Linked DNA regions of Gasterosteus aculeatus: region 1 is linked to region 2. The links are chromatin contacts, called in public Hi-C maps. All regions are on one chromosome and are shown on one strand. Each heading gives the region's core, a stretch centred on a gene start, on an enhancer-like site or on the middle of the called end of the contact. The rest is flanking DNA. Distances are from core to core; before and after follow the strand shown.

Region 1 (5,854 bases), core at 1,559-4,058, 110 kb after region 2:
ATGAAAGGTGTTCAAATGGGATTCATTTTACTACTCAGAAAGCAGTGACTTCGTCAATAATTGATGATTCTCAAAAAATTGTCCTCCTGTTCCAGTGAGTTTTACTTCTTTACAATATCACGATCAAGGGACTTTAAATGAATGCACTTTATCATAAAGAGTTTGAAATGAGCTCACAGTTTTGTGTGTGGTTTTGTGGGATTTTTATATCTCAAAATACAACTTTAGATCCTTATAGCTGTTTGCCCTTAAGTGTCTTGAAGTGAAGTGAATCCTCCATTCATGCTGTAAATCGCTGTTGATGTGACCATGTGATCAGTGAGCTGTTTTTCAATACACTTGTGACTGCTTGAACTGTAACACGGACAAGAACAGGAACACGTCTCCTCTCTTTGGTTTGTTAACCAGGAAATTGTTACTTGACCACCAAGTTTTCTATTCTGCAGACATCCCACTTCTCATCCCTTTATTTCTCCCTGTGATTCTATCGCCCCTTTCTCTTTAATACTTTTCCTTCTGTTGCTTCATTTGGCCTTCATAATTCCTCTTTTTCCATCTGTTGAATAGCCTAATAACCTCAGTTTGACGCCACAGTTACAGGTTATTATTTGTTAACACTGTGACATTTAAAGTGAAATAAAAAGTCACATGAGGCTCAATACCTACAAAATCATATACTTTAATGTTTAAAAAAAAGGTACCTAGAGGATCTCAGACCTCTCTTACATACAACCGCAGGGGCTGAATCTGATTGGATAAAAGCTCTTTAAAACAAGCTGCACAGAAGCTGTGCAATGAGAAAATAAGCTAATGGGAGAATAATTATAATACATGCAGTGTATTTATATAAAACCTTTTTTTCATAAAACTGCTATAACTTTGTGATTCTGACAGCTGCCACTTGGTTTTAGAGTTGGACAAATAGCTTGTACGGATAGAGGTGGTATTACTATGAGGTCAAAATGAACGACTGAAACTTTATGGAAATTGCATGATTTTAATCCGCACATTTCCTTCTCTTATGTAACAGCCATGTGTTGCCCACACCCGCAATTTGCATGCTAGTGAGTTAACACTTGCTTTGTGAGGTTGTCTGCTTGAGCTCCTCTCTCTCTCTCCCTCCCTCTCTGCCTCTCTCCTGCGCTTACTCACTCAGCTTCTTCTTCGCCTGTCTTGTCCCCCAGGGGGACATGCTGCCGGTCTCCGAGGACAACAAGGGCCAGATGGCTCCTAGATCGACTGTTTCAGGACATTTTCCCTATTGATTTCCACAGCTAAGTCTGCCACTGGAAGAAAAGAGGAAGGGAGACAGGAAGGAGGAGGGAGTCCGGAAGGAGATGGCAAGTGTGCGCGTGTGTTTGTGTGTGTGTGTGTGTGTGTGTGTGTCTGTGTGTGTGTTATGGGGGTGGGGAGCTGGTGAAGTATGGGTCGATACTACGAAAGCCCATGAGAAGCCCTTAACACGCTCTCATGCAATATCTTCAATATTCAACATTCAATGATAAACCTTAATCAGGTTTTATTCTTATTTTTTTTAGATCTACAACCAGCCAACTACTATTACACCTACTAGTACCTTTATTTGCTTTTCTCCCGCGCACACTTCAATTCCTACTACCTCCACTGCACTAACCCTAACCCTAACCAATCACCACCTTCTTCAATAGGTAACGACAGAAGGGTAGTATCAACATTACATTGACTATTATTATGTGACGATTACCCCTACTACCATTACTACTATCCATACCTCTCCTACTATTACCACTATGACCACTAACCCTATTACCATTACTACTATCCATACCACTCCTACTATTACCACTATGACCACTAACCCTACTACCATTACTACTACTAGCCCTACCAGTCCTACTACTACCACGATAGCCATTACCCCTACTACCATTACTACTATTCATACCACTCCTACTATAACCACTATGACCACTACCCCTACTACCATTACTACTATTCATACCACTCCTACTATTACCACTATGACCACTAACCCTACTACCATTACTACTACTAGCCCTACCACTCCTACTACTACCACGATAGCCATTACCCCTACTACCATTACTACTATTCATACCACTCCTACTATAACCACTATGACCACTACCCCTACTACCATTACTACTATTCATACCACTCCTACTATTACCACTATGACCACTAACCCTACTACCATTACTACTACTAGCCCTACCAGTCCTGCTACTACCACGATAGCCATTACCCCTACTACCATTACTACTATTCATACCACTCCTACTATAACCACTATGACCACTAACCCTACTACCATTACTACTACTAGCCCTACCAGTCCTACTACTACCACGATAGCCATTACCCCTACTACCATTACTACTATTCATACCACTCCTACTATAACCACTATGACCACTACCCCTACTACCATTACTACTATTCATACCACTCCTACTATTACCACTATGACCACTAACCCTACTACCATTACTACTACTAGCCCTACCACTCCTACTACTACCACGATAGCCATTACCCCTACTACCATTACTACTATTCATACCACTCCTACTATAACCACTATGACCACTACCCCTACTACCATTACTACTATTCATACCACTCCTACTATTACCACTATGACCACTAACCCTACTACCATTACTACTACTAGCCCTACCAGTCCTGCTACTACCACGATAGCCATTACCCCTACTACCATTACTACTACTAGCCCTACCAGTCCTGCTACTACCACGATAGCCATTACCCCTACTACCACTACTACTACTAGCCCTTCCACTACTACTATTACCACTATGACCACTACCCCTACTACCATTACTATTACTATCCCTACCACTCCTACTACTACCACGATGACCATTACCCCTACTACCATTACTACTACTAGCCCTACCAGTCCTACTACTACCACGATAGCCATTACCCCTACTACCATTACTACTATTCATACCACTCCTACTATAACCACTATGACCACTACCCCTACTACCATTACTACTACTAGCCCTACCAGTCCTACTACTACCACGATAGCCATTACCCCTACTACCATTACTACTATTCATACCACTCCTACTATAACCACTATGACCACTACCCCTACTACCAGTACTACTACTAGCCCTACCACTCTTACTATTACCACTATGACCAGTACCCCTGCTACCATTACTACTACTAGCCCTTCCACTACTACTATAACCACTATGACCACTACCCCACTACCATTACTACTACTAGCCCTACCAGTCCTACTACTACCACAATAACCATTACCCCTACTACCACTACTACTACTAGCCCTTCCACTACTACTATTACCACTATTACCACTACCCCCACTACCATTACTACTACTAGTCCTACCACTCCTACTATTACCACTATGACCACTACCCCTACTACCATTACTACTTTTGTTCTCCAACCATTCCTGCTCCTCCCACTAGTTCTTCTCCTTCTCTCTCTACTGCGCCCTCATATCCCACTAGTACTACAGCAGGTATGGTAACTAAAAGTACTCCACCTACTACTACTTTCACCATCACCAGCACTACAACTGACCGGTTTTCTGTTGTTATTGACGAACATTTATGAATGCTAACAACTATTACTACAACAGCTTCTATTACCACCATGCTACTACCACTATTACTTCATTGGTACTCGTACTTACACTACTACGATTATTACTTCTAAAACTGACCCTTTTTTTACTACTATAGCTACAACTGTGGTAGTTATTAATATTCATATATCAGTACCACAAACAGCGACTATCGACACCTCACTCTTCCTTTACCCCGAACTCTGGTTTCTTTTTCCTCTTTGTCCCCTCTGTTAACTATCAGAAAGACAAAAAGAGGATAAAGAGAACAGATAGAGAGCAGAGGTAGAGGAATAATTTCACAGTAAAATGGATAAAGTCATTCCATGTTTTCAGTTTCTGGCGAAAAAAAACACAAACGACATAAGAACATGAAATACAAAACCTGTGTGTGTGTGTCTGTGATTCAGTGTGTGAGTCTTTTTCTACCAAGAAACCTTTTAGCCCACTCAGTGTCGTAATGATACACCAGTGGTGCGTGGTTTTGCGATGTAGACGGACTAAAGGGGAGACAGAGGAAAAGTATTTCATCCTCTAATCAGAGCTGGAACCTGAGGATGATTAATCAAGAATAAGATATGTTAAATGTATTTTTTAATTAATCAAACAGTGGGTTCCTCTTTGATATTCTTATTAGGAACCACATTTACACATATGTTTATATGAACACACGGTTAAAAAGAGTTTTGTTGGAATGAAGCAAAAAAGTCAATAGAGAAAGATGAAACCATATAAATTTAATGAATGAAGTAAACTCATTTGAGTCCTTCATAAAACCGTTGGAGAGAAGGAGTGTTAGAGGCCGACTGAAGACATCCGGCGGGGGTTTGGTTGTCATGATGTTAGCAGACCTTGACGGCCACAAGACGTCTTCATGCTCTGCTCCAATTTGACTTTAAAAGCAGGATCAGATACTGAACACGGTTGTTACCTACCCGCACAAATCAGCTGTGCAAATCCTTTTTTGTCATGAGTTAAAAAGAAGCACTATTAGTGACTGAGGACCAAACCCTCGTCTCTGAGGTCATCGGGTCAGACTATCGTCTGGGAGACCGTTTCTCACATCTAGCAATGTATCGTCACACAACGGTTTGTATGAAATCATACAAAAAGGATTTTCTAAATATTTGTTCATTACATGCATGCAGTCTTTTGTAAATTAACCAAAGTTATAGCTTCACATGCGGCACAAACAGCGATCTGCAACGACTCGTGTCTGTTGGTCCCCTCCTGTGTGGCTTTTTATGTTCGCTATACTTTCTGCATAATCACATTCATTACATATGAATGGCTTGTATGTATAAATTAAAATAGCATCATTTTTTGTAGGTACAGCTAAGAGCGGTGGATGTGAACAGGATTCATTTTGTCAGTAAAGGTTTTTTTCCAAAAGTGGTCTTGTTGTCTTACTGTAAAGCTAATTTTGATATTTGATATTGACATTATTCTTAATGCGTACATTGACACCCTGTCATTGACATGTGCACCAAAGGGTGTTTGTAAGTCCTTTACACATTACGGTTTGGAGAGCTTAGGATATCAAACAAGCTGCGTTATTTTGATTGGTTGGACAATTTGCTGGGGGTGTTGAATATTCTTAAATTGCGATTTGAAAAAGTAATAAATATTTTTTGAAAAAAATACATATGAACTTTTATCGCTTGAATGATTAAACACAAGAAGTTAGGATAAATCTGTACAGCCCAGCCGTGGCCTTCTATGCTTTGGACATGCATCCAAATATATTCAGAGCTTACATTAACAAAAAAAAAACCTTTTTAAGACAGAATAACTTTAGAGCAACTGAGCAGAGAGGGACTCTGAAGTCCTCCTCCCGACAGAGTGGAGCGCACCAAACCAAGTCAAAGTGGACAACGAACCAAAAACACAAACCTTGTGTCCCCCGGACCCCGATCTGAGGAGATGATGCAGACACCCTGTGTCACAGCTGGAATACCGAGCAGGAGATCAGGGCGCAGCAAGAAGTGTCGGTCGGCCCGAATGAACCAGACGTGAAGAACATGTTGGACCTAAAACCTAAAGACAGGAATGACTCTGCACATCCAGAATATAACGTTCAGTTGGTCTGATTAAAAGATTGAAATACATCCCTGTGCCTTTTCCATGCGTTGAACAAGGTTTTTTCTGAGGGTTTGTTTTCACCCTTTAATGGTGATTAAATCAGGTACCAGTGTGTAAGATACACGTTAAACGTGTGTT
Region 2 (5,972 bases), core at 1,735-4,234:
GTGTTTTTCTTCATTTTACGTTCAAATTCATTGACCGCAAAATGTTGGAGTAAAGCCCCTGAACCTGGTGGCGAAACGCCACCTCTTCAACACCCCGACGGCGGCCATGCGCCCGGTTACCTGCGCCAAAGTAGCAATCTGTGCCTGGGTGATGTGCTGGGTCTCCGTCTCGCTCACGGCAGTCTCTGCCCCCTGCTGAACCTCCACGGATTCCATCTCTATCGGCCGGGCTGAGGAGGAACATTTGGGGAGAGGACGTTAAAAAAAAGAAACAAAGCGCTTCAGCCGCCGCATCTCTTCATCACGATCCCAGATGGCACAAAATAAAAAATGCACAAACAAAATCCCAAAAGCAAGGTCACTAAAAGCAGTAAAACAGTTTAGGGAAAATATATATTTTTGAATGAAGAATATTGACCTACAGTTGAAATGAATACCATCTGTCTCCTAACCGAGAACATTGGTAGAACATGTTAGGATGTTATTTTATGGCAGTTACACCAAGTGATGTTGCTTCATCAAATGGACAGTGCCAAACCACAATCACACTGACCAGGTACCAGTGCCGTAGGTTTGATTCCCGCGTTGAATCCAGGCCGACTCCGTTAACATTGTAACAATTCAACTCATCGACTGAACTGTCAAACCGCTATGAAAAAGGGAATCGGCCTAAAGCCACAGCACAGGAGCTCCTCTAAAGCCCCCCGACACGCCATATTAAAGCGCACATGAAAGACACCGCCGGTTTAGCAACCACACTATAAATTAAAGCGGAATAATCAAACGACCGTATCGTCACCAACGATACCACAACCCCCAATCCCGGCGTCCCAAAGTGAGAACATTTACAACCGTTCAACTAGCGGAAGCCCCCCCAACCGGTGCCCCCTTCCCTGCACCATCACGGACGGTGAGCGAGGAGGCTCCCGAGCAGCGTGCTTTGAATCTGATTCACTCCTGTCTTCAGGCTCTTTAATATTAACTTCAGACGTCTGAAGAAAAGCTTCTTGTATTCTTTCGTTCAGAAGGAATGCTTTCGTCCTGCTAACTGTCGCCAGATCTGTTACCGTATCAAATCTTCGTGGTTGTTGTTTATGTTCTGCTCGATGGGGAAACGTTGACGTGAATGTTTGTCTTCTGCTGCACCTCCACAGCAGCAGTGGTGAAGCGCAGCATGGAGTCATGGCCGAATGTGTGCACTGGATGACAACATCTGGATCTGGATGGCGCTGGACCAAATGTCACAACATGTGTTAAAACAGCTCAGAACAATGACGACTGATGTTGAAAATTCGTATCGGATAGTTCCATTTCTGCAGCTGAGCTCTTTTATCAGTTTACTGCGCCACAGATGACGCGATAAACAAGCTTTTTCTCTCCTAATGAAGATAAGCAAGTGGCAACTGTGATCACTACAACCGGGATGTTGTTTTTCTCCTTTCATGCGTTACTGAAATAATGAGAAGAGCGATTTGGCAATAAATTATGTTTTAAAATAAAAGTTCCATGTATGTTTCAATATATATATTAAGATTTTTTTTTTACAGTAAAGTACTTGAAATACAGAATAAAATAAAAGTAATGAGAACAGATGTTTCAGATGGAGACATAAAAATGAAAACCACATTTATGAACCTTGTAGTGCTTATTTATTGTAGACGTGTAAATTTCCCTCCACAGACATTCTTGTTGTTGTCGTTGGTTGTGTAACAGTGGATTGCATTTCACATCCAGGTATTTATACCAATACTGAATGTGCTGTGGGAACATATGAGAAAACTTAGAGGAGGAACACGGAGTTCCAGTTTGCGTGCATGAATAGTACTCGTGGAGTAAATGTACTTTCTACCACTGATCACACGCTGCGGGATTCACCAGCAAAGCCGAGATATGAGAGACTAACTAGCCAGAAGACACTTTAAGCTCTTATTGTGAAACTCCTCATTCATCGCCGCGTGGAGCTTCAGGGCTCGCGGGTCGGACCTCGAGCGGCAGGGCGCGTGCTCGCGTGGGGACGCGCGGTGCGTCGCTCCTCTCCTCGCTGCATGATTGGCTTTGCTCATTTCTCCCTCTGCTTTTCAAAACATCACTCGTGTGACAGCGTGAGCCACGTGGCCGGGGCGCCGCCCCCCCCGCCCGCCCCCCCGGGACGCACACGCCGGCCCCGGGAGACGGGGCACATGTAACCACGGGGGTTTTGGGGAAATGAAGTAAAGACGGGCATTTTTTTTTTTAAACCAAACGCGACGTCCTGCGGAAAAAACTCGCAATTTCTAATATGGAGTGTGAATGAATGGGAAACACGAGACGGTTGTAAATGTGAGCGGGAAACCAAAAAAAAATCGGAAACATCGAATTAAATCGCGCCAGAAGCAGAAATAAATGAGCGTGTCGCTGATGGTCGGGGTTCAATGCGCCGTGTATCTAGGAAACGGCGCAAGAAATGTGCGCATAAATCGGCGCATTAAAGCATACTTTGACAGGGGACTCCAAAAAAAAACCCACTATAGTGCTTTCACGGTTTCTAGCGTGTTAACACACAAACGGTCCCTCCTGGGTCGTTACGAAAAAGCCGCACAGTTTGCACCGTTTCTCCAAAACCGCCGCAGCCTCCCCTCCCTCCACCCTGCTCCAAACACACCGCGGCGCCATGATCTCTTTGTTTCCTTCGGGCCGAACCCGACCAGACCGACCCTTCGCACGCCGCTCCCTGAGCCCCGGACACCGCTGCGTCCTTACCGGTACGGGCTCCCTTCGTCACTCCCGGGCCTCCGGAGCTCCACTTTTATTCTGGCCGACACGTAAGAGCCCGCGTCAGGCTACACCTCCGCCGCGTCACCGGGAACAACAACACGGAGATTGGAGAAGGACGAGACAGCAGAAGGCGACGCCGGCCGGAAATGGCCGACGTCGGGCCGGAGAAGAACGGAAAATACCGAAAAGGAGCGGAACATAACGAACCCCTCCCGCCTCGTGAATGGGTTCACTTTAATAACAGGAAACGCTTTTTAATATATACTATACCATTTTTACAATCTGGCAAATAAAAATAGATAGATTGTAAAACTAGTATTGATTGCGTAGACGATTTCAGTGAGGTTTGTAACTAAATACATTTCATCAAGTACTGTTTCATGAGTATTTATATGTTTATACTACATTCAAGTTCTACACACGTTCTTTTATTAACACTAGGTACTCGGTAATTCTATAAATCGGGTAATACATTGTGATATATTCTTATAAATAATCTTAAGTACTTTTGTGAGTGTGAACAAGTAGTTTTACTATTGATACCTCCATGTAAGTAGAAGGTTGGGCAGCCTTCTCCTTTCACTACTGGAAAGTCTCCAGTGAAGTGGGAAATCATCAAGGGGAACCAATACATTGCTTCTGGTGAGAGAAATGACCATTTTAATTTGTGTTTGTATCCCCCCGTTATCCGCAGCATCAACCTGTACCGAGGCAGATGTTTCAGAATGAGATAAGTGTATACTGGTCTTACCCATATGAGCTATAGGCACCGGTTACCAAAGGGGGGGGATACATGTTTTGTTGTTGGGTGGCCTAATCAATTACAGACCTGCAGAAAGGAGGGGTCACACGTGTTGGAAACTCAACCACCAGGCCTGTTGGGTCAGAAATAGGACCCTCGCTGTGAGGTTACGGTGCTTTAACCGCTCCGCCACCATGGCACCATCTGGCTGGTCTTCATCATCCAGATCACAAACCTGGTATCCGACCCCTCCACAGACACTACATTCAACGCTATCCACCCACACGCCTCCACGCTGTATGGATACTTGCAGAATTGTAATACAAAAAAGACGTTTTTACATTTCAGAGTAGCAAAAGCACAAGTGTAAATAATCAAATGAACAATGGCTGAATTCCATTTAGCTGCTGCAGTTTCAGGGTCCAGGAAGTGGTCTCTGGCTCACAGCGACCCTGGAACCGAAGCGAGCTCCATCGCTGCCGTTGTTAGCGGCTCCTGTGCGTTTCATGCCAAGTCAAAATGTCTGCTGTGACCAGGGCCTCGGTGAAGGCGCTCTCCCTGTGACCACCAGAGGGAAGCAGGAGACCTTTTCAAAGCACACAGCGGCGGCGAGGAGCTGCAGGAACACGTTCAAGCAATGCGCCTCTACGCGCATCCCGTCATTTCATGGGATTGTGGCACATTTGACCAAGTTATCGCCTCCAACCAACCGGGGTCTTGAATCAGATTTGCTGCCATACCTGATCCCCATTGTGTGCACCAGTACGTCTCAGGATGGGTTACTTCAAGGAACCCCTGGTTTCAAAATACACCCAATGCTGGAGGCAGCATTACCGTGCCTCGGGTACAAATATGATATAAATATAATCATTCTTCAGATGTGACATGGATTCCCAAGCAAGAACAAAAGGTTTTCAGTTGATATTATTTCATTTTCAATGTTTTTTCCCTTCCAAGGCTCTGAGTGTATATCATCATATGCAGTCTTGACAGGATTCCGCACACAGATGGAGCCTGTTTTTTTGACTTTCTCCTCTTCTCCCTCGTCTCCCCAGATGGCGGCGCCTCAGTGCTGTGCAAACTCCCCCCGACCATGTGCTCCCGAGGTCTGCCTCCCCCCCCTCCTCCCCGGCGACAGGGAGGAGAGAGAGAGAGAGAGAGAGAGAGAGAGCTGCTGGCGTGTCATCGCGCAGATACGCAGAGTTTATCAAGGCAATTCCTTTTATAATCCTCCTGATGCTCGTTGCCGGTGTTTTATCTGTTTAATAGCATTTTACTGCAATGCGCCGTAAAGAACACCCTTTTTATTGTGACACCGAACACATTGTTTGGGGAATTGACCCTGCCTGGGTAATGAAAAGCAGCGTATTTGTAGCCAGTTGGAGAAAAAAAGAAATTCAAAAAAATGAAGGATGGGGCGAGGGAGGGAGTGGGTGGAGGAGGGGGGGGGGCGGCAATTTGACCCAAAGAGGAGAGGAGGAATATTTTACGAGGCGGGGGAGGAAGCACGTCCCATTAGGGGTTTCATCATGGCTGGTTTTTAGTTGTCATCTGGTTTTGCAGGATTGTCGTCCTTTAGTTAACATTCAACATAAAAAAAAAAAACAAGAGCGCCACATGTTTAATGCCGTGCGCTTAAGTGCCATTATGCAACATATATCAATTACAATTAATACCAGCCGTAAGAATACATTTAGAAAATATGACAATAAATCAAGGAGGAAACCTGTAATAAACTTGAGAGGAGACACATAATGAGCACAGAGGCTTCTGCACATAACGTCTATCGAACCCTACGACCCCCCCCCCCCCCCCCCTCCCACCCCCCCCCCCCCCCTCAGACAAGCAGAATATCTGCTCTGAACGTGTTCATTCCTGCAGAGGCTTGGAGAGTGTGAGTGAGTCCTGGAGGTGCTCTGGTTGCACGTGGGCATAGCAACCTGATGCGTGAACGCCGCCGCGTGGCTCGCCCCCGGTTGCCTTGGTTCTCTGGACCGGCTCCTGGAGTTGAATGTGGCCCATGTTTGGAAACTAAATGCCGGAGCTTAAAGATCCGCTCGGGGGGGTCAGGAACAGCTGGAGGTGAAAGAACAGTGCGGGGGGGGGGCTTGTTGGACAAATGACAACACACGTTGTTTTCCCCTCCAGAACCACATGTTTCCTGATCTGGTGGCACTAAAAAAAACTACTCAGATTAGCTGAAGGACTCGTATATTCTAACAAAACGATGCATTGACTGGCCGACATCATCCCTCATGATCCCCTCGAAGCCAGAGGCGGCGTCTGTATCCTCAGACTCTGTCTCCTCTGCACTGTTGTATCATTTTCCAGAGTTCTGACGACATGAGGTCATGCTGGCCATTGTTGGTGCCGGCGTGATGGTGGATCTTCTTCACGGCAGGTGAAAAAATGTATATTTTAAATATTCTGTCTTATTCAATGAAGTTCGGGAGCTTTAACCATTATATCGTGTTTT

The links. A called contact is a pair of places that touch in the nucleus more often than the background predicts.
Region 1: a contact with region 2 is called in a Hi-C map of skeletal muscle, with 3 times the contacts expected there. The contact joins the enhancer-like site here to the promoter of creb1b in region 2. A contact is called at or near these places in 4 of 6 Hi-C or Micro-C datasets (skeletal muscle, tail fin and whole body).

What each region holds. Positions count from the first base shown.
Region 1 is chr16:4,257,558-4,263,411 of fGasAcu3.hap1.1, forward strand. No RefSeq gene overlaps it. Among protein-coding and RNA genes, the nearest start is that of klf7b, 13 kb to the left of the region's middle. Within about 2 kb of position 2,809, at least 2 of the 9 cell types and tissues checked have open chromatin away from gene starts, as enhancers often do.
Region 2 is chr16:4,148,873-4,154,844 of fGasAcu3.hap1.1, forward strand. creb1b (cAMP responsive element binding protein 1b) reads right to left here and starts at 2,985. Exons shown (of 8, transcript XM_040201116.2): 1 at 2,740-2,985; 2 at 121-230. The coding sequence starts at 216. It overlaps LOC120833725 (a long non-coding RNA gene), which reads left to right. Exons shown (of 2, transcript XR_005714376.2): 2 at 1,155-1,513.